Linked DNA regions of Sus scrofa: region 1 is linked to region 2. The links are chromatin contacts, called in public HiChIP or PLAC-seq maps. All regions are on one chromosome and are shown on one strand. The core of a region is the stretch at or near the end of the contact, and the rest is flanking DNA. Distances in the headings are between cores, read along the strand shown.

Region 1 (6,488 bases), core at 2,870-5,369, 260 kb before region 2:
ATTTATATCGTAGTGAAGGCACTTTAAAAATTCTGAGATACCAATTTTGCAGTGGGTTATGAAGGATGATTTGAAAATCTTTTCAGATGATACTTAAAAACAGAAGAGATTTTCTTCTATCTCAGGTGCTTCTGTTTCAGGCTAGAAGCTCTACTAAAAATCTTCCAAAGGACCCCTTGGGTTGTGATTTCAAATCCAGACTTTATGCAATACAGCTTTCAAAAAGCATGTTTTAAATAGATCTTACAGCTTGATAAAACCAGGTTTCAGCCTGTAGGCTGAAATAGTCCTCCAATGTTATGGAGTCCACTTACACGCAGGCCTTGATTTGTTACCAGATCAAGCTAATGGAGCAAGTTATTCGCTTCACCCAAATAACTCTCTTTGGGGCCTGAAAATTAGATATCCTCTCTGGGTTCATATGAAGCTGGTTAAATGACATAACACTGCGAAAATGCCTAACCCAGAGCATAATCAAAAGAGACACCTCGGCAAATAAGACTTAGAACATTAGCAGAAAATACAGTTGAGAATTGGGAAATACATACTCATATAAGCAAATATTCAAAGTTGGGCTTATGTTAGTGCTACAAATTATATATATATATATATATATATATATATATATATGTATGTAAATGCTATTATATATATATAAATGCTTTTTAGGGCAGCACCCATGCCATATGGAAGTTCCCAGGCTAGTGGTTGAATCAGAGCTACAGCTGCTGGCCTACACCACAGCCACAGCAACTTGGGATCCAAGCTGCATCAGTGAGCTACACCATAGCTCAAGGCAACTCTGGATCCTTAACCCACTGAGTGAGGCCAGGGATTGAACCCATGTCCTCATGAATACTAGTCAGGCTTGTTACCACTGAGCCACAGTGGGATCTTCTGATATATAATATTTATAACCTTCATGCAGATAGTGCTGATTTGGGGCCAGACACTTACTGAATCCTTCAATACTGCTGTGGAGGAGGTACCGTTATTATCCCTTCCTAAGGTGTAGAAACCAAGGCACAGAACTGGCCGTGAGAAATGTGGAATGTGAAGAGAGGAGGGGACTGTCTCTTTTGGAAAATAGCCTGAGGACTGATTGTGGGAGGTTTGGAACAATGTGGGAAAAAGTATGTATGTTATTCTAGGTGAGCCTTTGCCTGTTTCTGCGGAGAGGAAGGACAGATCACCGGTGTGCATAGAGCATTGTGTTTCTTATTCCAGTGGTGAAAGATGGCAGAGGGGAGAACTGTGGTCTTGAGATACTGAAGAGGTTGGATATTAGGGTAGAGAGAGAGAGATGAGTGGGAATGGAGAGGGGGTCTGGTTTGAGGGATTGTGGAGGAAGGATGGGCAGGACTTGATTGCTCATTGTATGTCTGGGAGAGGGAAAGGGAAGTTGAGGATATTTTCTATTTATTAATTTAATTTTTCTTTTTTTTTTTTTTGTCTTTTTAGGGCCACACTCTCAGCATATGGAAGTTCCTGGGCTAGGGGTTGAATCAGAGCTGCAGTTGCCAGCTTAAACCTTGCCATAGCAACACCAGATCTGAGACACATCTGCGAACTAAGCCATAGCTCACAGCAATGCCCGATCCTTAACCAACTGAGCTAGGCCAGGCATTGAACCTGTATCCTCATGGATACTAGCCAGATTCGTTATCGCTGAGCCACAATGAGAACTCCTTTAATTTAATTTTTTAAGAAGGATATTTTCATGAATTGTATCTACACAGAGCTGACTATAATTTCTGAAATGTATTGATTAGCTATGTCATAACTTTCATAATTTTAACATTTGTTTATTCATATTTTAAATATCCTGCCAAAAACCCAGGTCTCTTTATACATGAAAAACAAAGCCAAGCATATTTTTCAATTTGTGACTAAATTACAAAGAGATTCAGATAGACTCAAGCAGTTAATGAAATAGAGTAGCTCAATAAATGTTTCTTGAATGAATGGGTCAAAAGGCAGGTAAGCTGACCATCTCCCCCAGATCAGGATGGTGAATTCTTCTAAAGTTGAAGACTTCTTGGCAACTTTTTTGAGCCTAATCCAAAATTTGAACAACAAAAACACAAGTGACAGGATTGACATGCTCACAACTACCAAGAAAGTAAAGGAAAAGAAGAAATTTGAGAATCAGTACTTCCGACTGTGCAGGAAAGGAAATAACACCATACTGATTGTGAGCAAAATAGTAAGACCCTCAACTTCCTTCATTCTTTCTAGTTTTTCTTGGCATCTGGATCTCTTGATCTATTCTTCTCTCTCCTTCCATACTAATCTTACCACTCAATTCAATTTTTCGCCCTTCTTTCAGTTCATGCTCTCCCTCATTCTGGAGACACCTCAATTTTCTTCTAATTGCATACCTTTATGGCTTCCCCTCCCTGTGTCTGGAGTACTTCCCCTGTCTGAATCTGCCAGATAACGTCCCTTACAGCCTTCAAAAGTCCCTTTCATTTTCTTTTTCCATGTAGCCATCCCCACTAGGCGTGTGTGATATTGAATCTCTCTTGTATTCTAATGTGCTCCTCACTCACTCCTCAGAAACCACAACTGCTGAACTCAAAATACAATGCAATACTTATTTAGAATAGGCTTGCCTTTTCTCTATTATCACCCAGGTTGGATAATTCTATTTTGACCACTTTAATATCATGTGGTCTGAAATGCAGGCCTGTAGACAACAGGAATTGATTCTGTTTAACTCAGAAAAGTGTAAGCCCAGCACAAAGGAACTAAATGCACTATTAATAAGTATTGCAGTGGGTGGACTGGAGGATATTATGCCTAGTGAAATAAGTCAGATAGAGACAGACAAATACTGTACGGAATCACTTATAGGTGGAATAAAAAAAAAAAATAAAACCAACCAGTGGATGTAACAAAAAAGAAGCAGACTCACATATTCAGCGGATCAAACTAGTGCTTACCAGTGGGGAGAGGGTAGCAGGGAGGGGCAAGACAGGGGATTAGGAGGTATTAACTACTATGTATAAAAGTTTTAAGTATTGCAGTGGGTACCATTCTGTAACACTGAAACTAAGAATCAGATGAAGGCTGCTTTGTTGAAGGGCCATATTCTGACTGTATATTTGTGTTTCATGGTGCAAGGGTTGAACCATGAGCATAGAGATTCTCTTGAAGTCAGAGACGGTGGAACAAGAAGAAGGGGGGGGGGGATGAAAATCTTGTGCATTAAATCAAACTCCTCATAGTAAGTCAGTCTGCCCTCTGCTCCCAATGGGGGTGTGTTAGTTCTTCCCTACACCCTGGTTTCCACGGCCTCATTATTTCTCCTCATCCACTCTCCCCTCTGCTTCATTAGCTAATCATAGAGCAGAGCTGCTCCACCAGCATGCAGTTTCTTCTCACTCTGTAAGTCAAGCTAACACTCACTGCTTAATCACTTTTTTCTCAACAGGTACGGATAATAAAACAGTGGGGAAAATGACAAAATTTAGTGCACCATTTTCCATGTTAGGAGTCAGGCACTAACTTTTTCTTTGACATTCACTCACAGTAGCACAGCGAGAAACTCACGCAGGTGCGACCTCAGCATCCTCAATCCTGAAATAGGAATCAGCGGTATCTTCCGGTTCAAACCCTGGGCCTGAACTGACTGCGAGATGGCAGCAGAGGTCCGAGCAAAACCCTTCAGCCCTCTCTTCTGCGGGACTTACCGCAGTCCCCAGTGGGATCGAGGCAAACATTATGAAATGCAGATCTGGAAGGGACCTACTTCAGGCTCCTGTTTATAGATTAAGAAACCAAAGTGCATGAGTAGATGTGACTTTCCCAAGTGACTCTGGCAACTGAGTGAAAATGGGACTTGCGTAATATGACTCCTGTGACAGATTGCTGGATTAAGTAGCATCAGTGAACTCGGATAAACATTTTGGCGTTTGATTTTATTGTATCCCTGTAAATAGTTTTTTAGGAAGCAATTCACGGAATTGAATTACTTTGTGATCAACTGAGAACAAACATTTAGGAACTAATTTATGGAACTGGCCACAGTTTTGTGATCAATTAACTGCTTGGTTTCTTAGGACGTCTTCCGAGAAAGAGGATGAAGAAAATACTGTGGGAGTTCCCATCGTGGCGCAGCGGAAACAAGCCGACTAGGAACCATGAGGTTGTGGGTTTGATCTCTGGCCTTGCTCAGTGGGTTAAGGATCCGGCATTGCCGTGAGCTGTGGTGTAGGTGGTAGACACGGCTCAGATCTGGTGTTGCTGTGGCTCTGGTGTAGGCCAGCGGCTACAGTTCCAATTAGACCCCTAGTCTGGGAACCTCCATATGCCAAGGGTGCAGCCCTGGGAAAAAAAAAGAAGCTATTATATCTCCAAACAGTATGAAAGGAGGACGGAAAGAGAGAAAAAGATAGTCTCTCATCCCCATCTCACAATGGCCAATCTTTGCCTCTTGGGATTCGCGCTCCCTGATGCTTCTGCTATGCATCTGCATGGTTGAGGCAGCATCATCTGCATCAGCGGTGAAATTGGGGTCCCCAGGCATGAGGTGAGGTTGCTGTGAGCAACACGTGGGCCTGGGAGCCTCTGCCACAGTGGACGGCAGAGACCAGCTGGCTCCCGGATGGCTGATGGATGAGATCATTGCTCTAGTGATCCCAGCAGATAGCACAGCAAATGAGCAGACCTTGGGGCAGAAGATGAATAAACTGCAATGGCTTGAGTTTTATAATTCTCAAAAGACAATAATGCTATAGCTTATTTAAAGATTAAAGGATATAATGTTCTTAGCACAGGGCCTGGCACAAGCTCACTGATAACTAGAGGCAAAATAAAATAAAATAAAATAAAATAAAAGTAGTAATAATATAACTTGTTAAATATACATGGGACTTTTGCATACATATTATCCATCATCCTTTTATTAGAGTCCCGGGCAGTAGGAATTGCAGCTCATTCCTACTTTACTGTTGGGGAAATAGAGGCAACTGAATTCTTCCAAAGTCAGTCAGGACTGGGTGATGGAGCTAGACAATCCAAGAACAGAAGTCACATTTCCTGTGGCCAAAATGTACAGTTCTCTTTCTTCTAGACTACTTTCATTCTTAGTCACCATAATTTTTTTTTTTCAGTAATTAATTGAGACTTGAAAGAGCCAGACAAGCAATGAAAAACCAACATGACTGCTAGGCCAGTGTTTCATCTTTTACTGGCAACCTCACTTTTGGTAGCTGTAATGAGCTGAATGTTCCTAAGAAGAAAGAATTCTTTTATTCTTTTACAACCTAAGGACAGTGAACCTATCGATGCGTATCTGATATATAAACCTGAAGCCTCTGGAGAGATTAATATAATAAACATTGTGGAAAAGTAAAATTCAGATTTATTTGTGAATCACTTTTTCATGAAAACACTAAAGAAATCACTAGCTGTTGTTTTTAGCAAGTAAGCAGATGGAATCTTGGGTATCTGGCAAAAAGAGGGTTATGAGAATTCTGGCACTTATGGACTAAATAAATTTTGATAAAGTGTAAGTTGTTTTGCTTCTAAGATATATATTAGTATACAAAACAACTGATATTCACTCACAGTAGCCAGAATCAACTTTATTTAAATGTTTCAAAACCATTTTTCTCTTTCACTCTCCCTCTCTCTCTCTTTTCCTTCCCTCTTCCTCTCCTCAATCTCTTCCTCCTTTCTTGATTCTTTCCCTTTTTTCTCTTTCCCATGCAAAACTCTTGTTTTTAACTGGCTTTTTATACTCAACATTATAATCTCAAATAATGTTTGGCGTTCAAAGGAAAATTTTATTTTTCTACAAATTTCTACTGCTTCGGCAATTTTCTGTAGTCATTCTCAGCACAATTCTAGTTAGAGGATTCCAGTTTTGTGCATCTTACACCCAGGGCTTGTTTTCCTGAAGGTGATATAGTCTGACATCCTAATAACCTGGTCATGTTGGCTCATACAGTGAGAATCATCTATCAGTTTGGTTTACTCCCCCCACCCTACCAAGTATACTGTGTAGTGACACACAGAGGCCCTGGCTCTGGTCACAGAGCACTAGAGAGCATTCTGGGAATTTACGCTCTTCATGAAGAAAAGCTGATTTGCCCAATCACAGTATTGTACAGTTGCAGGTGTATTATTTTTTGAATTTCAGAGATTTCAAGAATGCTCCTAAAATGGACTGAATTGCCAATAAAAATATCAATAGAAAATATTAGAAGATCTGATTAGGAGGAGCCATCATCCCTGAAGAATAGAAATTATTCCGAAAAATCCTCACCCAAAAAATGACTCCTAGAATAAATTTGGAATAACACATTGTCTGCTACAGTGTTTTCATAGCCCATGTCATTCCTTTCATGGTCTATGCAGACAAGTAGCATCAGGAGAAAACAACTCTTCCATTGAAAAGGTACAGAGGTGCAATTTTTGTCACCTTTGCAAACATGCTGGGGACTGGGACATCATTTCACTTTCAGCTACTCATGTGCAAG
Region 2 (7,209 bases), core at 2,070-4,569:
TGCACCACAGCAGTGACAATGCCAGACCCTTAACCACTAGGCCACCAGGAAACTCCTCAAATGAGCTTTTAGAAATAAAAGTAAAGTCAAGTCCCATCTTGCTCATAACTTTTATCTTACTAAGATAAAAGCCATAAGTCTTTGCCGGAACCTATTAAAGCCCAAGTTGGCATCAGGCTACGTTTCTGGCCTCATCTCCCATTCCTCCTACCTTTCACTCTCTCTGCTCTCCTCTTTTCTTTAAACATCTGCAAGTTGGTGAATTTGCTGTTCCCTCTTCCCCTAAATGTTGTCATTTCCCTCACTTAATTCAGAATTTTGCTCAAATGTTACCCTTCCCTGGAGGATTTTTCTCCCTACCCTATCTGCAATAGCTGCCTTCCACCCCAGTTGCTCTTTGCTTAGCTTGATTTATTTTTCTTCAAATAACTTATTCGCTCTGCCAAATATTATGTGTTTATTTGCTTATTGTCTACTTACTCCCACTAGAATATTGTCTTCATTTTGATCATTGCTATATCTCCAGTGCTTGGAGGTGCTGAATAAATATTTGTTGAATCAATGCCTGGGGTCCTACAAGAGCAAAGAAGAGTGAGTGTCATACTCTTCCTAAGAAGCTCTTCTCAGAGGAAGTGACTCTGGAACACGTAATGAGTAATGGGTCATATGTCAGGCAACAAGTGAAGAGGACAGGAGAGAATATTGTGAGAGAAGGGATGATATGTTCAGAAGCATAGAGAAATAGACATTTTAATTCTAGAGAGAAGAGTACTTCCTTTATAGATAGAGCTTGGGAGTGGATGGGGCTGGGGGTAGGATGGAGTTTTCAGAGATGAATCCAGAATGGTAGACACTGTGATAAATGTGTTAGGTTTGCTCTTCCAAAGTTTAGCAATATAACTTTATGAATACTGTATGTACCATTCCAAATATTTTTTCCTACATTTTTCATATGCTTATTTTATTGGTATTGGAAGGAATATTAAACCACTCTATATTGCTGTGAATGAAATGATGCAGAACTAAAAATCCAATTGCCTAATTTATATCTTCCTTTTTGAAAAACACATCTACTGCTTCTTGTATTTTCTATCCTCCACCAAGTGGTATAGCTTTATATATAAATTATATACATGCTCTATTCTTATAGGAAGTGATAAATCAGAGATCAAATCTTTTTTTTTTTTTTTTGTCTTTTTGCCATTTTTTGGGCCACTCCTGCGGCATATGGAGGTTCCCAGGCTAGGAGTCCGATTGGAGCTGTAGCTACCGGCCTACACCAGAGCCACAGCAATGTGGGATCCGAACCTTATCTGCAACCTACACCACAGCTCACGGTAACACTGGATCCTTAACCCACTGAGCAAGGCCAGGGATCGAACCCGCAACCTCATGGTTCCTAGTCGGATTCGTTAACCATGGAGCCATGAAGGAACTCCAAATTATTCTTTATTTGAATGAACATGTTGGTTTGTGTCAATCTGATTCAAGAATAGTAAAGGAAGAGGATTCTTTTTATCCTACACAGTGGTTCTTAATCCTTTGAGACTGATAAAAGCTGTAGATAGTCTAACCAGAAAAATACACTAAACAAACATAAGTGATTTTGAATAAAATTTTTGAAGGCGTCAGATGCCACACTGAGGCCATTTGTACGTCACTTAATATCCAATGGCTTAGTTAGTATACCCCTTTCTAATACATTTACTCTATTGCATATGTGATACCTAGTAAGTGAAAAAGTATGAAATGAGTCAACTTTTTAAAATTAAATACTTTAAAGGATTATTAACATATGCTATATATGCCCATCTGTATGCCAGTCACCATTAAGGAGAATGATGTATCCTTAATAGTGTTAAATTGTTCAGGATTTGCTCCTGGGCCAAAATTTTATATTATATATATACATTTACTTTGGGCCACTGTACATCCACCAGAGGAGATATATATATATATGTATTTTGTTAAGCTTTGTCAGTGTTTTGGGGGGGAGGGGGTTGTTTTTGATTGGTTGGTTGCTTTTTGCTAGCCTAAACTTCACCTCAGAACTACTGAATGGTAATCTCTAAGATAGGGCCTGGTTATACATATTTGGAAAATTTTCATATTGGAAGACACAACTTTTTGTATATAATATATAATATCAATAATATAATACATTGTATTATGTATAATGAAGTACAAAATTATATTTTCTGAGGTATAGGCACATGGATAAAATGAGCAAAAGGAAGGGAAAATTGTGGATAGACAATTCTCTGCCCCTCTTTTAAGAGCTGAAAAAATAATGACAGAAAAACATTTTCTCGGCAAAATAGGGTCATTTAGAGAGTATGTCTATAACACTGAATTCAGTAGATAATGGTAGAGGAAAAATGTCATGAGATCATTAGCTTCATAGAAGTTAAATAACATGCTTTTGAATATAAATTGAAGCAATCATGGTTTTATCAGATATATTTGTTAATATTTGAAAGATATTGTGCCAGGATTACATTGGGTAAGTCATTTAACCTCTTTGAGACCAATTTCCTCATTTGTAAAATGTGGATAAAGCAACTTGCCCAGTCTACCTCATAAACTTCATTTGGAAGCCAATATTACTATATATGTAAAGGTTCATTGTAAACAATAAAATATAACTCAAAAGTTGTTACTTCACAAGAGGAGGAAGCTATGCAGTGAAATTCATGAGTCAAAAAAGAGTTGTTCCAAATACATCTGACATATTTTCCCAAAAGTTACATAAATTCATGTGATATTTCTGTTTAGAGTTTGTTTCTCTCAGATTTCAGAGCACTTGACCTAAATGATCTTTGTATTAAATTGCTGTCCATGAGGTAGTTTACGAGTGCTATTATATTAACTGTTTAGAAATAAAGCCATTTAGAGATCTCGATTTGCACAGGAACAGTGTATAGGTAATGAAGCTAGAAGTAGAATCATTGTCTCAGTATCTGTCTCAGTTTTCTTCTGAGTCATAACATCTAAAGTAGGGCCTGGGTATGCATGTTTGGAAAATCCTCGCAATTTAGAACACAACTTTTTATATTTTGAGGGGAGTAATTGCATCTAATATTATTGAACTGTACTGTACTGTATGCATCCATCAAACTCAACGGTATCAAATTAAACTTAGCCATCTCCAAAACAAACTCATCCAGCCTGACCTCCCTCTCCCTTCGGTGTCCTTACCCCTGTATATACATGTCTTTTTTTTTTTGTAACAGTTTCTGAGTTCTACATTTCTACCCCAATGAAAGGCATCACTGTATACTCAGCAGTGAGGTAGTCTCTCTTTTACTCAACTCTACTCTGCAAATGAATTAATTAGCATTACTCATTACTTCTGCTTTCACTGTCCTTTGCTTTACTTCAAAATTGCCTCAGTCTTTACCTAGTGTATTGCATAATCCCTGTTAGTGGGTTTCCTTGTCCATCCTTATTATCTTCAAATTACCTTTGATGTTCTAAATCAGAGGGATCCCAGCGTTCTTGCTTAAAGCTCTTCAATGACTATCAGTAGGATAAATTTGGAACTATTTTGGGCAGCAAAGAGCAAGTTCTTTATGACCAGGCTTCTATTTACTTCTCCCATTGTAATTACTGCAGCTCCACTTCATGTCTGTTTTCACTTTATCGCATGTCCATATGACCATGCTTTTCATGCTTCTGTAGCATTGTGCATACCTGGACGACTACAGAGATCCTTCATTTGACCCTTGGCTCTGGTCTTTTCTTCTTTTGATCCATATTCTGCATACCTGTAGAAGTTGGGGATATACACCTGTGTTCTAATTCTGTCTCTGTTATTTAATCTTTTCTGTGATCTTAGGCAAGTTACCTCCCTGTACCTTAGTTTGCCCCTATGACTTGCAGGGATGTTACAAGGTTTAGACTTAATACATGGAAACTTTACAGCACAATTTCTGGACACCTACACCGGTATTTTCTAGTCCTTGATTTTATGAATCCCTGTTTATGAGGTTAACCTAGGTGTTTTATATAGCAAAACTCACATGTTAAAATTAGTTGGCTTTGAACAACTGATGTGTTATCTAAATATACAAACTTCATTCTGCGTGGGCTTATCATCTTTATACTTTTTGATAGATTTGGAGGTAAAAAGTAAATAAACTCTTGGCACTTATAATCTATGCTTTTTGTCATCAGTGTCACAAACTCTAAAACTTTTTTTAGGCATGTAGATAAATCTGATAATGATAATGCATTTTGTAAAATATTTTATAGCATCATATCTTTTTTCTTTTCTTCTTTCTTGAGGGTGGCCTCAAAGTCAACAACCTGAAACTGGCTTAACTTTTGTAAAAAAGCAGTAAAATGCTTTTAAAGGACCATGAATTGATCAATCTAGAGAGGTAATGTTACAAACTATAGCATTAACTTCACTCAAAATTTAAAAAAATCCGTAATGATCTATAAAAGAGAGTAAATAGCACTTTAATGAAATCTGAAAACAGTACCAATATTTGCAAGAAAAGAGGAGTCCTAAAAATGGACCATACTGTCTTGGAACAGAAACAGGGCTTATAGCTAAGTAAGATTTAAGCGTAAAGTGGGACAAATTAATCCGAAAAATACATGCTCAATAGGCAGAAATGGCTGCTAGTGTGAGGCATGCGAGCTGCAGGGGCTCATGGGCAATTCTCCCTAGTTGGAGAGTGCCAGAAGGAGAGTGGCTGAGGAGAGGCATTTCCTTTTGCAAAGATCTTCTGAACATTATCCTAATCTCATCCTCTCGGGAAAATGGTAAACACAAAACAGTTGGCCTGATGGGTGATATATATTTCCTAGGGGCGACCTCTCAGGAAAAAAGGAGAACCAGTCACTGGATTTATTTTAGATAAGTAATAGAAACCAGAGAATCATCCAAGGAATATCAGAATAGTATAAATGTCAAAACAGCAGAGTTCATTTTTATACAACATCCCGGGAATTAAAATGAGAAGAAAGGGTGAGAAAATTAGTGAAGTCAAAATTTACTTCTGGTGTTGGGGGAAAACAGCCTGTGTCCAAGAATTCTACTCTTCAGAAGTAAACTGCTCCGAAGTGGTTGAAAACTATGACACAGAGCACACACTAATTTCCACATGACAAAACCCAAGATGTATCACTCCAGAACAATCTTCTGACAGAGCAAGATTGAATGGATAACCTGTTTGGTCTTTTCCATCTCCAGCTCTTTTTCATTTCCACTTCCATTATTCTATGAATATACAAGAAAGGTAAATATAATATTGTTAAAGCTCACGTATGATCTATTGACTCCCTGTATCTTTAAGATAACACGTGTACATTGTGTTTTTATACCTGATAGTGCATTTTTTTTTTAATGAATAGGCATGAATAGAGTAAACAGACTCATAAAGCCTGTGTAAAGTGTCAGTGTGTAAGTTACTGCCTGTGGTGTCTTGGGGCTGCATTAACTTATACACGTAATATTTTTCCTTCCTCTTCTCTCTCTCCTCCCCTTTTTAATTAATAGATTTTCTTACTCATGAGCATTTAGCATTGCCTTGTTTGCTTGATGTAGTTCCCTTTGGGGTTTCCCCTGTGGATGTAATAGAAGGACATGGGGAAACAGTTTGATGAATCACAATTTGTTGAAGGCAGTTATGGTAGCAGCGATAGAGAAATGGAATATTTGCAAAATGCCAGAGGTGAAGAAATAGGACACACATGATTAAAGTTGCCATAAAATCAAAGCTGTCAAAGCAACAAAAGCCATAAAAAAGAAATATTCTGGCAGCGTCACTCTCCCCCCACAACCAGGGGTGCCATGAAGCATATTACTGAAGAAAGTCCATTAGGAGCCTCGGAAGAATTTTTTCCCATTGACTATGAAAACATGTGCTGAGCTATAAATGTTCTCTACCCCAGGAATTTTAGCTTGAGACACCTGGGAACTGCAACCTTAAAGCACCATTCAGAGCACAAACACTGGCAGCCCTGTTTGAAAGCTCTGCAGAAAAAAAGAGGGAAAGGAGGAGGAGGTAGGAAGAGTGAATTAAGGAGGGAGATTCAAAGGCTGAGGCTGACTTTGAGGGACCCTGTTAGAGGATCTGGAATCTTGCACTGAAAAACACCTGCATTGTCCTTTCATAAAGATTGTATTACCGGAGAGCCAGAAGTTGAGAAAAATGTCCCATTTCCTTCCCAGAATCCACAGTTACAAGGCAGGTGGAATCTGCTGAGTGACATGTGAAGTGTGTGTTTAGAGAACAAAATGGTAATTATTCTTTAGCTGATGAGATCCACCTAATTTCACCAGAAGGGGCTGGATAGAGAAAGAGTTTGTAAACTTCATAGAGTAACCGGAACACCTAGGAAGGTATCAGGAAGGGACCACCATGACTGCGTTTGCTGCCCTGCATGGAAAACTCTGGCTGATTGCAAGACAGACTGCGAACTTTAGAGATAGGTTCTGCAGTTGTGATCAGGGTTTGAGTGGGAGAGTAGAGAACACTTGGGGGCTAACCAAAGAACAGAGTTAGTATTTGATTAGAACAGAAACAAACTGTATTATTCAGCTTCCATATGGAACATACATACACAACTTTAAAAAATCAGTTGTATTTTTCTGTCCGGCTACTAGTACCATAGCTTAAAATACTTGTGCTCCCATGCAAATGTATTCATGGATGTTTGGGGTGAATTTAGTTGCATTCAAATGACCTGACATCAAGTATCCATGACCAGCTTCTGATGAAGAGCTCATTTTCCTTTCCCCCAAGATTTTTTTTTGACATCTCCAGTAGTAACCCTGAAGAGGTTAGGAAAAAAAAAAAAAAAAAAGAGAGAGAAAGAGTAAAGATGCAAAGCTGGAGGAGTTCCCATCGTGGCACAGTTGTTAACGAATCCGACTAGGAACCATGAGGTTGAGGGTTCCGTCCCTGCCCTTGCTCAGTGGGTTAAGGATCCGGCGTTGCCGTGAGCTGTGGTGTAGGTTGCAGACGCGGCTCGGATCCCGCGTTGCTGTGGCTCTGGCGTAGGCCAGTGGCTGCAGCTCCAATTGGACCCCTAGCCTGGGAACCTCCATATGCTGCAGGAGCGGCCCAAAGAAATAGCAAAAAGCCAAAAAAAAAAAAAAAAAAAAAAAAAAAAAGGAGTAAAGATGCAAAGATGGAGGAAATTGAAAACCCACATGTACAGGTACTCTCCTTCAGGAGGGACATCCCAGAAGAC

Evidence for each region. HiChIP or PLAC-seq counts read pairs in DNA pulled down with a chosen protein or histone mark.
Region 1: a contact with region 2 is called in an H3K27ac HiChIP or PLAC-seq map of alveolar macrophages. The contact joins two enhancer-like sites. A contact is called at or near these places in 1 of 47 Hi-C or Micro-C datasets (epiblast stem cells) and 1 of 2 datasets of contacts at active chromatin or transcription factors (alveolar macrophages).

Annotation. Positions count from the first base shown.
Region 1 is chr6:131,704,517-131,711,004 of Sscrofa11.1, reverse strand. No RefSeq gene overlaps it. Among named protein-coding and RNA genes, the nearest start is that of ADGRL2, 660 kb to the left of the region's middle. Within about 2 kb of position 4,119, at least 3 of the 83 cell types and tissues checked have an H3K27ac peak or open chromatin away from gene starts, as enhancers often do. A contact at or near this core is called in alveolar macrophages, where this site is marked.
Region 2 is chr6:131,444,596-131,451,804 of Sscrofa11.1, reverse strand. No RefSeq gene overlaps it. Among named protein-coding and RNA genes, the nearest start is that of ADGRL2, 920 kb to the left of the region's middle. Within about 2 kb of position 3,319, at least 2 of the 83 cell types and tissues checked have an H3K27ac peak or open chromatin away from gene starts, as enhancers often do. A contact at or near this core is called in alveolar macrophages, where this site is marked.